Regions from separate parts of the Mus musculus genome. Here region 1 is linked to region 2. Evidence: chromatin contacts called from public HiChIP or PLAC-seq data. All regions are on one chromosome and are shown on one strand. Each heading gives the region's core, a stretch centred on a gene start, on an enhancer-like site or on the middle of the called end of the contact. The rest is flanking DNA. Distances are from core to core; before and after follow the strand shown. Region 1 holds the start of Arsg (arylsulfatase G). Region 2 holds the start of Pitpnc1 (phosphatidylinositol transfer protein, cytoplasmic 1).

Evidence for each region. HiChIP or PLAC-seq counts read pairs in DNA pulled down with a chosen protein or histone mark.
Region 1: an H3K27ac HiChIP or PLAC-seq map of embryonic stem cells shows a contact between it and region 2, with 7 times the contacts expected there. The contact joins the promoter of Arsg here to the promoter of Pitpnc1 in region 2. A contact is called at or near these places in 1 of 39 promoter capture datasets (embryonic stem cells), 3 of 115 datasets of contacts at active chromatin or transcription factors (astrocytes, embryonic stem cells and extraembryonic endoderm stem cells) and 1 of 9 other capture datasets (pancreatic islet).

Annotation. Positions count from the first base shown.
Region 1 is chr11:109,471,670-109,475,595 of GRCm38.p6, reverse strand. It overlaps Arsg (arylsulfatase G), which reads right to left and starts at 2,222. Exons shown (of 14, transcript NM_028710.3): 1 at 2,175-2,222. It overlaps Slc16a6 (solute carrier family 16 (monocarboxylic acid transporters), member 6), which reads left to right and starts at 1,998. Exons shown (of 6, transcript NM_001029842.2): 1 at 1,998-2,348. The coding sequence starts at 2,104.
Region 2 is chr11:107,468,746-107,472,542 of GRCm38.p6, reverse strand. It overlaps Pitpnc1 (phosphatidylinositol transfer protein, cytoplasmic 1), which reads left to right and starts at 1,823. Exons shown (of 9, transcript NM_001359616.1): 1 at 1,823-2,652. The coding sequence starts at 2,605.

The sequences.
Region 1 (3,926 bases), core at 973-3,472, 2.0 Mb before region 2:
CTTAATTCAGTATCGGAACCAACACAGATGTAAAACAATGAGTTATAATAAAATAGCAATAATACACTTTTTTTTTTTTCAAGACAGTCTTTCTCTGTGTAGCCCTTGCTGTCCTGGAACTCACTTTGTAGACCAGGCTGTCCTTGAACTCAGAAATCCGCCTGCCTCTGCCTCCAAGTGCTGGGATCAAAGGCGTGCACCACCACTGTCCCCGTGAAGTAATACATTATTAATAATTAATTCTACCTGGCTGCTGTTACTGCCCTCCACAGCCTGGTTTTATCCAGTCATTCATTCATTGATGTCTAGGACTTTGGGCACTATCTAAGTTTTAAACTCAGAGGTTGAGAAAACTCAAGAGGTAGGCATCACGGCACATGCCAGCGTTTTCAGTGCTTGGGAGGCACAGTCAGAAAGATTGCAAGCCCAAGATCAGCTGAGCTCCATCTTTAAAACGTGTCTTAAAATCGTGCCATTTCCAGCCAGGCAGAGCGTATTGTGCCTGTAGTCACAGCTACAGTGCAGGATGAGGCTGGTGGACGGGTTGAAGCTAGGCGGTGCAGACCAGTTACAGACAGACCTTGGTTAAGAAAAAGAAGCCTGCGACAGGCGGTGGTGGTGCACGCCTTTAATCCCAGCACTCGGGAGGCAGAGGCCAGCCTGGTTTCAAAGCTGTCTTGAAAAAACCAAAAGAAAAAGAAAAAAGAACCCTGCGATCCCATCACTTTGGAGGCCGAGACAGGAGGATCTTCAGTTTTAGGTTAGTCTTGGCTTGGCTAGTGAGATCGTGTTTTTTAAAAACAAACAAACCAGGATTTGGGGGGGGGGGGGTCAAATATAAGTTTGAAGCCAGCGTGGACTACACCTGTCTGGGATGGGGTAAAGGTTTAATTATTCCCACAAATTTGCCAGTTATTATTCAGTGGTAGCCTGGCTGGACTACAGTGACCAGAGTAACACACTCTGCACCAATACACCTGCCTCCTCACTTAGCCACACCAGAGCCTATTGACAGCACTGGGTGACTGCATTCCCAAATCCTGGGGGAAATGACAGAGCAAGGAAAGGTTTTTATTAAAATTTTGAACCGGTGCTCCTCCCGGTGGGTGGCGACCCTTCAGGCACACTCCCAAAGTAGGTTCTCTGCAGTTTCTAACATCAGAAAGACAATCTCTGAGCCACAATCAACCGACGTGGGTTGCCTAAGTCTGAGGGGGGAAGGGGGGGGAATGCAGAGGAACAGGGCTTTTGCTGTGAGGCAGTACCCAGTTTTTCTCCAGAGGTGTGAGATGGAGTCCAGGAAACCAACTTTGCGCCCCCTCTGGCTCTGAACAGTCCCTAATCCTCAGACACGCGCTGTCCTCAGGAATAACTCGGGCTTCTCCGGAAGCATCCATTTAGTTCATAGTGACCTTTGGGATCAGGGGGCTTGGAGGTTTGGGGGTCTCGATCCCCCCAGAAGCCTCCTGGGGGGGGGGGGGGTTAAGGCTGCCGTGCACCTGTGCTCACGCCGCCTCCCGCCTAGGCGGGTGCGCGCGCACGGAGAAGCGGAGATGCTGACTCAGCCAGGCTTCTCCCATCTCTTTCGCGCAGCGCGGATGCTGGCGGCTGGTGGCTGCTGCGGCTGCAAACAAGGCAGCACGGGGAGGGGAGGCGGGGGAACACGACAGTGCACCGGCAGCAACCCAGCCGCGGGCTCCTTAGGGCCCATTGCGGCACTTCCCCCCGCATGCCCGGAAGGGGAACTGGCGGGGCGCGCGAGTTGACGAAATTTGGGGGGGAAGTGGTCTCTAGAGGAGGAACTCGGGATCCCGCGCGTGCTCCGCTCACACCCAAACTGGAAGGAACCTGTTCAGTCCGGGACCAGGGACGCGCGGGACCAGCCCAAACGCGCGCCTCCCCTGCCCTCCCAACCCCCCCTCCCCAGCCTCCTCACTGGCTCCCCAAATCCTCAGGGCGCGGGCGGACCCGGGAGCTGCGCTCGGAGAGGGGGTGCAGGGGCGCACTCGGTCGCCCCGGGCTCGATCGCGCTCCCGCTCGCACTGCAGCTAAGTGCCGGGGTCCGATCGGGCCGGGATCACACGGGCACGCGCGGATGAGGGGATGAGGGCGTCGGGCCAAGGACCCCAGAGGCGTCGGCGGGGATGGGCGACCCGCGATGACAGCGCGGTTACCTTCCGTGACCCCCAGCCCCGGCAGCCGGCAGGCGGGGCGCGTGCCTTGCGCGGCCCCGATCCACGTGGGCCCGCGCGCGCGCACCAGGCCGGCCCCCTCCTTGCAGGCGCTCGGCGCTCCCAGCACATGGTCGGCGGCGCGCCCCCGAGGCCGGCGGAGACCGGCTGCAGCCGGTATAGGATAAGAGATAGGCAGAGAGAAGCGGGGCCGGGGCGCGGGCGGCGGCACGCACGGCCCGGGAGGAGGCGACAGGGTTGGGGGGCGGGGGGAGGGTGTGGCTCGGGTGGCCGAGGCTGGCGTGGGTTGGGGGCCAGGGTACTCCAGGCTCCCCGCCCGGAGCCAACTTGATAGAGACTCTGGCCCACGCCCTAAGGGGTTAAACCTTTTTCTCATGTTACGGAGCGGTTTATAAGAAGGCTCCGGAGGCCCAGCCTCCGCCTTATTGGGTGCCTTTTGGGGTTTATTCTCTTCCCTTCTAACTTGGTGAGTTGGTTTTATTATTTTACACGCTTAAAAGTTTGATTGTGGGGTATGGGTGTTTGTTTGTTTGTTTTTTAATATGTGTTGGGGCCTTTTTTTTTTTTTTAAGGGCGGGGAGGAGGAAAGCTTTTAACATTTTAAAGAGGTTAATCCGAAAAATATTCTGACAGTTGGGAGTGTTCGGAGCCACTGGGATGACGCGCTCGGGCAGTTGTGGGCAACTGAGAGTTGAATGTCCATGACCCTAAGTATAGATGGGTTCCAGGAAATACCTTAAAGGGTGCCCTGGCCTTTGATCGTCCCCAACCCGGGGTGAAAGGAGCCAGGCTGTGAGGCGAGTCCGGCGACCGTCTCAGACCCTCTCTGGATTTTCCTCATGAAGTTGCCGGCGCGTCAGCAGAGCGAAATGTCAGAGAGGTACCTTCCTTCCCCGGGCTCGCGCGCGCACCCAAGGCGGCCACTGAGGCAGCACGAGGGAAAAGTGGAACTTCGGGTCTCCATCCCTGTTACCCCCCTCCCCAGGGCGGTCCCGGAGAGAGACAGATTTCCCTTCGGAGCGTGGGTCCCACACCTTGCCGGGCTGCACTGTCACCCGCTTGCTGCCTGCTGGTCGGTCCCGCACAACTTCCAAGGTCCGCCGGGCTACCAGCGGCAGCAAAGTGTCGTGCAGCTGAACGGCTCCAGGCGTGGGGGGAGAATGATTTTAAAGAGGAAATAGGTTAATTTCCTTCTGGGTTGTTCTCAATCCCTGCACCGCAGCAGACAAGTGATAGAAGTTTGTTAGATGGCGTGTAAAAATGTCATCGAACAACAGGGTAGGGGGGAAGATCGTAGGAATTGAGGAACCCATTACAACTCCTTAACCTGGAAGCTGGTGGTTTGTACAGCTAGGCACTGTGCTGGCTGCTTTTGACGGGAAGGGGATTTCTACCTTAGGATTGAGATTTCAGCCTCTGGTGATCTGACTGGTTTTTTTTGTTTGTTTGTTTGTTTGTTTGTTTTGTTTTGTTTTTTTTACAAACCATTCTGATGAGTGTCTAGCTACAAGAAAGTGCCAGTTCCTATACTAAGGTCTTCCCGTGTGCCAAGCACTGTTAGGTGGCTCGGGGGTTGGGGAGAATACAGTGGTGAAACACCTTTCCTGGTAATTAAGGGACCAGCGGCACCCGGCACCGTCAAAGATAGAAACTGACAGTATGTAAATAAACAATGCAGTCAAGTGGAAAACTGGTCTTAATGAGTACCACTGGCCCTGAGTTTTCCTTCTGCGG
Region 2 (3,797 bases), core at 574-3,073:
TACGGAACACATGGCAGATGTCCTTACTCTCTGAACAATGCGATATAACAACTATTCACATGCCATGCACATTACATTAGATAGTATTAGCAGTCTAGAGATAATTGGAAATACACAGTAGGAAGCCACTGTGAAGATGATTAAGTGCCATTCTGCTAAAAGGAAAAAAGAAAAAAAAATCATCTTGGGTTCTTTTTGTCTCACAAGCTTCCAATTCAACACTATCAGGTCAAATTTAATGATCTACCTTGAAGGACGGTGGTAGCCTACACCTTTAATTCCAGCACTTGGGAGGCAGAGGCAGGTAGGTAGGTCTCTGAGTTCAAGGTCAGTTTGGACTTCAAAGTGAGTTCTAGGACAACCAGGGCTAGACAGAGAAACCCTGTCTCAAAAACAAAACAAAACAAAATTTCTCAGGGTGTTTGGTTTACCTTTAATTAGCTGCTGTAAATATTTCAGAGCCAACTTTGGGAAGCATTTATCTAGAAAATAGTTTTCTTTCTTTGTCTCTCTTTCTTTCTTTCTTTCTTTCTTTCTTTCTTTCTTTCTTTCTTTCTTTACCAGAATATAAGCTATGTTTAGGGTGTCATTTTCCTAGCAGGCTGGATCATGTTCCCTGAGCTCTAAACTTGGGTCATCTGGACAACATTAGCCAGAGCCCACCCTCATTATGTTGATTAGTGACTTATTGAGCATCATTTTAACATACTATACCATTGAGGCCTGCAGAGTCTGCATTGCCCAATGCAAGCTCTATGGGTGAATGTGGGTCTCCAGAACTCACAAATGCACACACACACACACACACACACACACGTTTGTGTGAACATATGCATCTATGTTTGAGAGCCAGTGATGTTTACACATTATCCTCCTATAGGCAGTGGATGCACTTTTTTCCTCCATTTTTAGGAAAACAAGCTAAAAAAAAAAAAAAAAAAAAAAAAAAACAAACCAAAACCGAATGCCAGACAAATGAAAACCAGACTTCAGCAGTTACATGCTGCTTCCTGAGTAACTAAAGAATGTGCTTCTTGTGGTTAAAATGAGAGATCTGTTTAATATGGATGAAATACCAACACCCCGGGCATTTTTATTGACATTTCACTGTGACTTTTTGAACTTAGGAGTGCTGACACGAAAACCTATTCTTTCTGCTCTGGGAAGCCTGCAGTTGGGATTGCAGAGAGCCAGGGAGAAAGAGGTAGCAGGCAATGCTTCTCTCTCTCTCTCTCTCTCTCTCTCTCTCTCTCTGTGTGTGTGTGTGTGTGTGTGTGTGGTTGCGAGCGCGCACGCATTTTTACTCTGTTTTCACCAACACTGCTGCAGAACTCCGCCTTGAGAGCATGTTAGAAAAACCCATTCTAAAACCATCATTTCTCTTGCTCCGGCCTTGCTTACTCCATCAGAGAGAAAAAAATGTTCGCTGTGAGCATTTGTAAACACGCCCCCAGCCCCAAAGTCAAGGGGCACTAGTGCACTTTGGAAACGGTTTCCAAAGCGACTAAGTAGAGAGCCCTATGGCACCCAGGTTACATTTGAAAACAGATCCAACGTTGTAAGAGTCCAGGATAGCTTCTTTGCGATTCTCTGTTCTCTTTGCGTTAGCTGTTCTAGGTTCTGGGACAGCCCTGGCGTCTGGCAGCAGACGGGAGAGACATGCTGTTTTGTTTAAATCCTCCACATTCTTTGCCATTTCCCCATTGGCCGGATGGGGCTACCCTCCCCGCCGCGGCCGCTGCTGATGTCAGCCTCGTCGCTCTCGCTCCTCCCGCACCCACCTCCCTGCCCCAGGCACACTGCAGCTCGGCGCGGACTCTCCAGTCGCGGCGAGGTGGCTGCAAACTCACGGGCACGCACGGCGCTCTCAGAGCCGAGGGACTCGGGGGAGGGGACGCGCGCAAGCCGCTGGCAGCCAACCGCCTAGGTTGAAGACACCCGGGGCCCAGAGCAGGGCAGAGCCTTGGCGGCTGCGGCTTCCCTTTTCTCTCTCAGCTGAGCTCCGGAGAGACTCGGGGACTGGCCCTAAAAAAGAGCAGGAAATCTTGTTTACCGCCCGGGGAGAGGAGCCCATCGAGCCTTTGTTTGGAAAGTCAGCATCGCCTGCTCCCGCGGCAATGTGTTCCTGGTGACATTAACCCACGGTAGACGGGTAGGAGAAAAAGGGGGCTCGCCAGGTTCAGCTCTGCTTTCGGAGGAGGATCCAGAGGAGACTTTTGTGCGTTTGTTTGAATTTGTGGAAATCCCTTTTCCTCCTCCTTTTGCCTCTCTTGCCCGCCGCCGGGCATGTCCTGATCTGGTGGCCGCGCCTACCAGCCCGGGGCTGCTGATCCGAGCTGTCTCCCGCGGGTCTCCCTCCCTCAGTGCCTGACTTTGCAATACCGAGAGGGCTGATCTCTGCGAGGAAGGAGGCGGGGGAGTCACAGACACCGGGACCCGAAGCTTGACATGCTCCGGGGCGGACCGGAGGCAGTTAGGAGCTGAGCGCACCACCGGGGCTGCTTCGCTTGCCGGTTCCCAGCGTCTTTGCCCTCCTCTGGGCTCCAGCCTTGCTCATCTGTTGGGACGCCCCCTTCTTTCCCGAGGTCTGCGGCCGGCAGGAACATGCTGCTCAAGGAGTACCGAATCTGCATGCCGCTCACCGTGGACGAGGTAGGCACCGCGCCCGGCCTCGCCCGCTCCGGGTCCCCAGCCGCCACCACTCGGCCGGCGGGTCCACTGCGTGCGGCGGGGAAACCCTGGCGCCCAAACCTGGAGGCTGGAGGGGGAGGAGGCAGGGGATTCGCTGTTCCCACTCGTCACCCCAGCAGAGGAAAGGCGGCGTGGGGGTGGGGCGGGGGAGTCCAGGTGAGCTCTTCGGGGACATCTAGAATCAGATTCCTGGGGACCACAATGCGTCACAGGGAGCTGTTGCGCCCCCTCCCTCCAATTAAGCAAATGCACAGAGTATAAGAGCCCAAGCATGCTCTGCAGCCGGAGTATCGGGGTAACCGGCCGTGGTGGTAGCCACTGTCCCCATGTCCTCTTTACAAGGTGGGCTTGCAGGGACAAATTCCGCGCGGGTGGGATCTGCAGACCAGAGTCCCGCCTTGGGGGCATGTGGGAGGCCTGGAGAGGGTCCGTTTAGAACCCGACTTCTTGTCGCCTCCGGTCTAGGCGCTGGCTCCTGCCCAGCCGAGCATCCAGGCTCCCTCCGCGATCTGGATTGTCCTTTGCTGACCGCCTGGCTCGGAAACTTTCTGCGTGTCTCGTTCCTTCCGCGGCGGGGAGCGTGGTCTTAGGAAGAGCCCCAGTGGTGGGGCCTGCGGCGCGGCCACCGGAGGGCGCTCCAGGCCGTCAGGCCGGGCCCTCCTGGCTCTGAGTATCGGGGCTGCAGGGTGGGGGGCTCCCCGCTCAAGGGCTCGGCCTCCACGCGCAGGTCAGCTTGCATTCTTCCGATTCCTTCTCCGCCCCCCGTCCCCCCTATCCGCGAGCTCCGCCATTGAGGAAACAGTGACTCAGTGAGGGTCACTCCGGCCCGGGCTTCCTTTTCGTTCCCCTTTCTCCCCACCTCTTTGGATATTTCATAAGTGCTTTGCGTCTGTCCAGGGACACACAGCCAGAACATGAAGCCAATCAAGGCAATTTGGGAAAGACTCCTGTGGTTTGATGTGGCAACAAATGAAATCAGCGATCCACGACGTATTTGTATTTAAAACCGGTGCATTTAATCTATCAGACATGTGATCTACTCACTACTTTGTGAAAGGGGCCTTGTGCTTTTGTGTTACTCAGACTATGTCTGGCTCCCTGCCCCC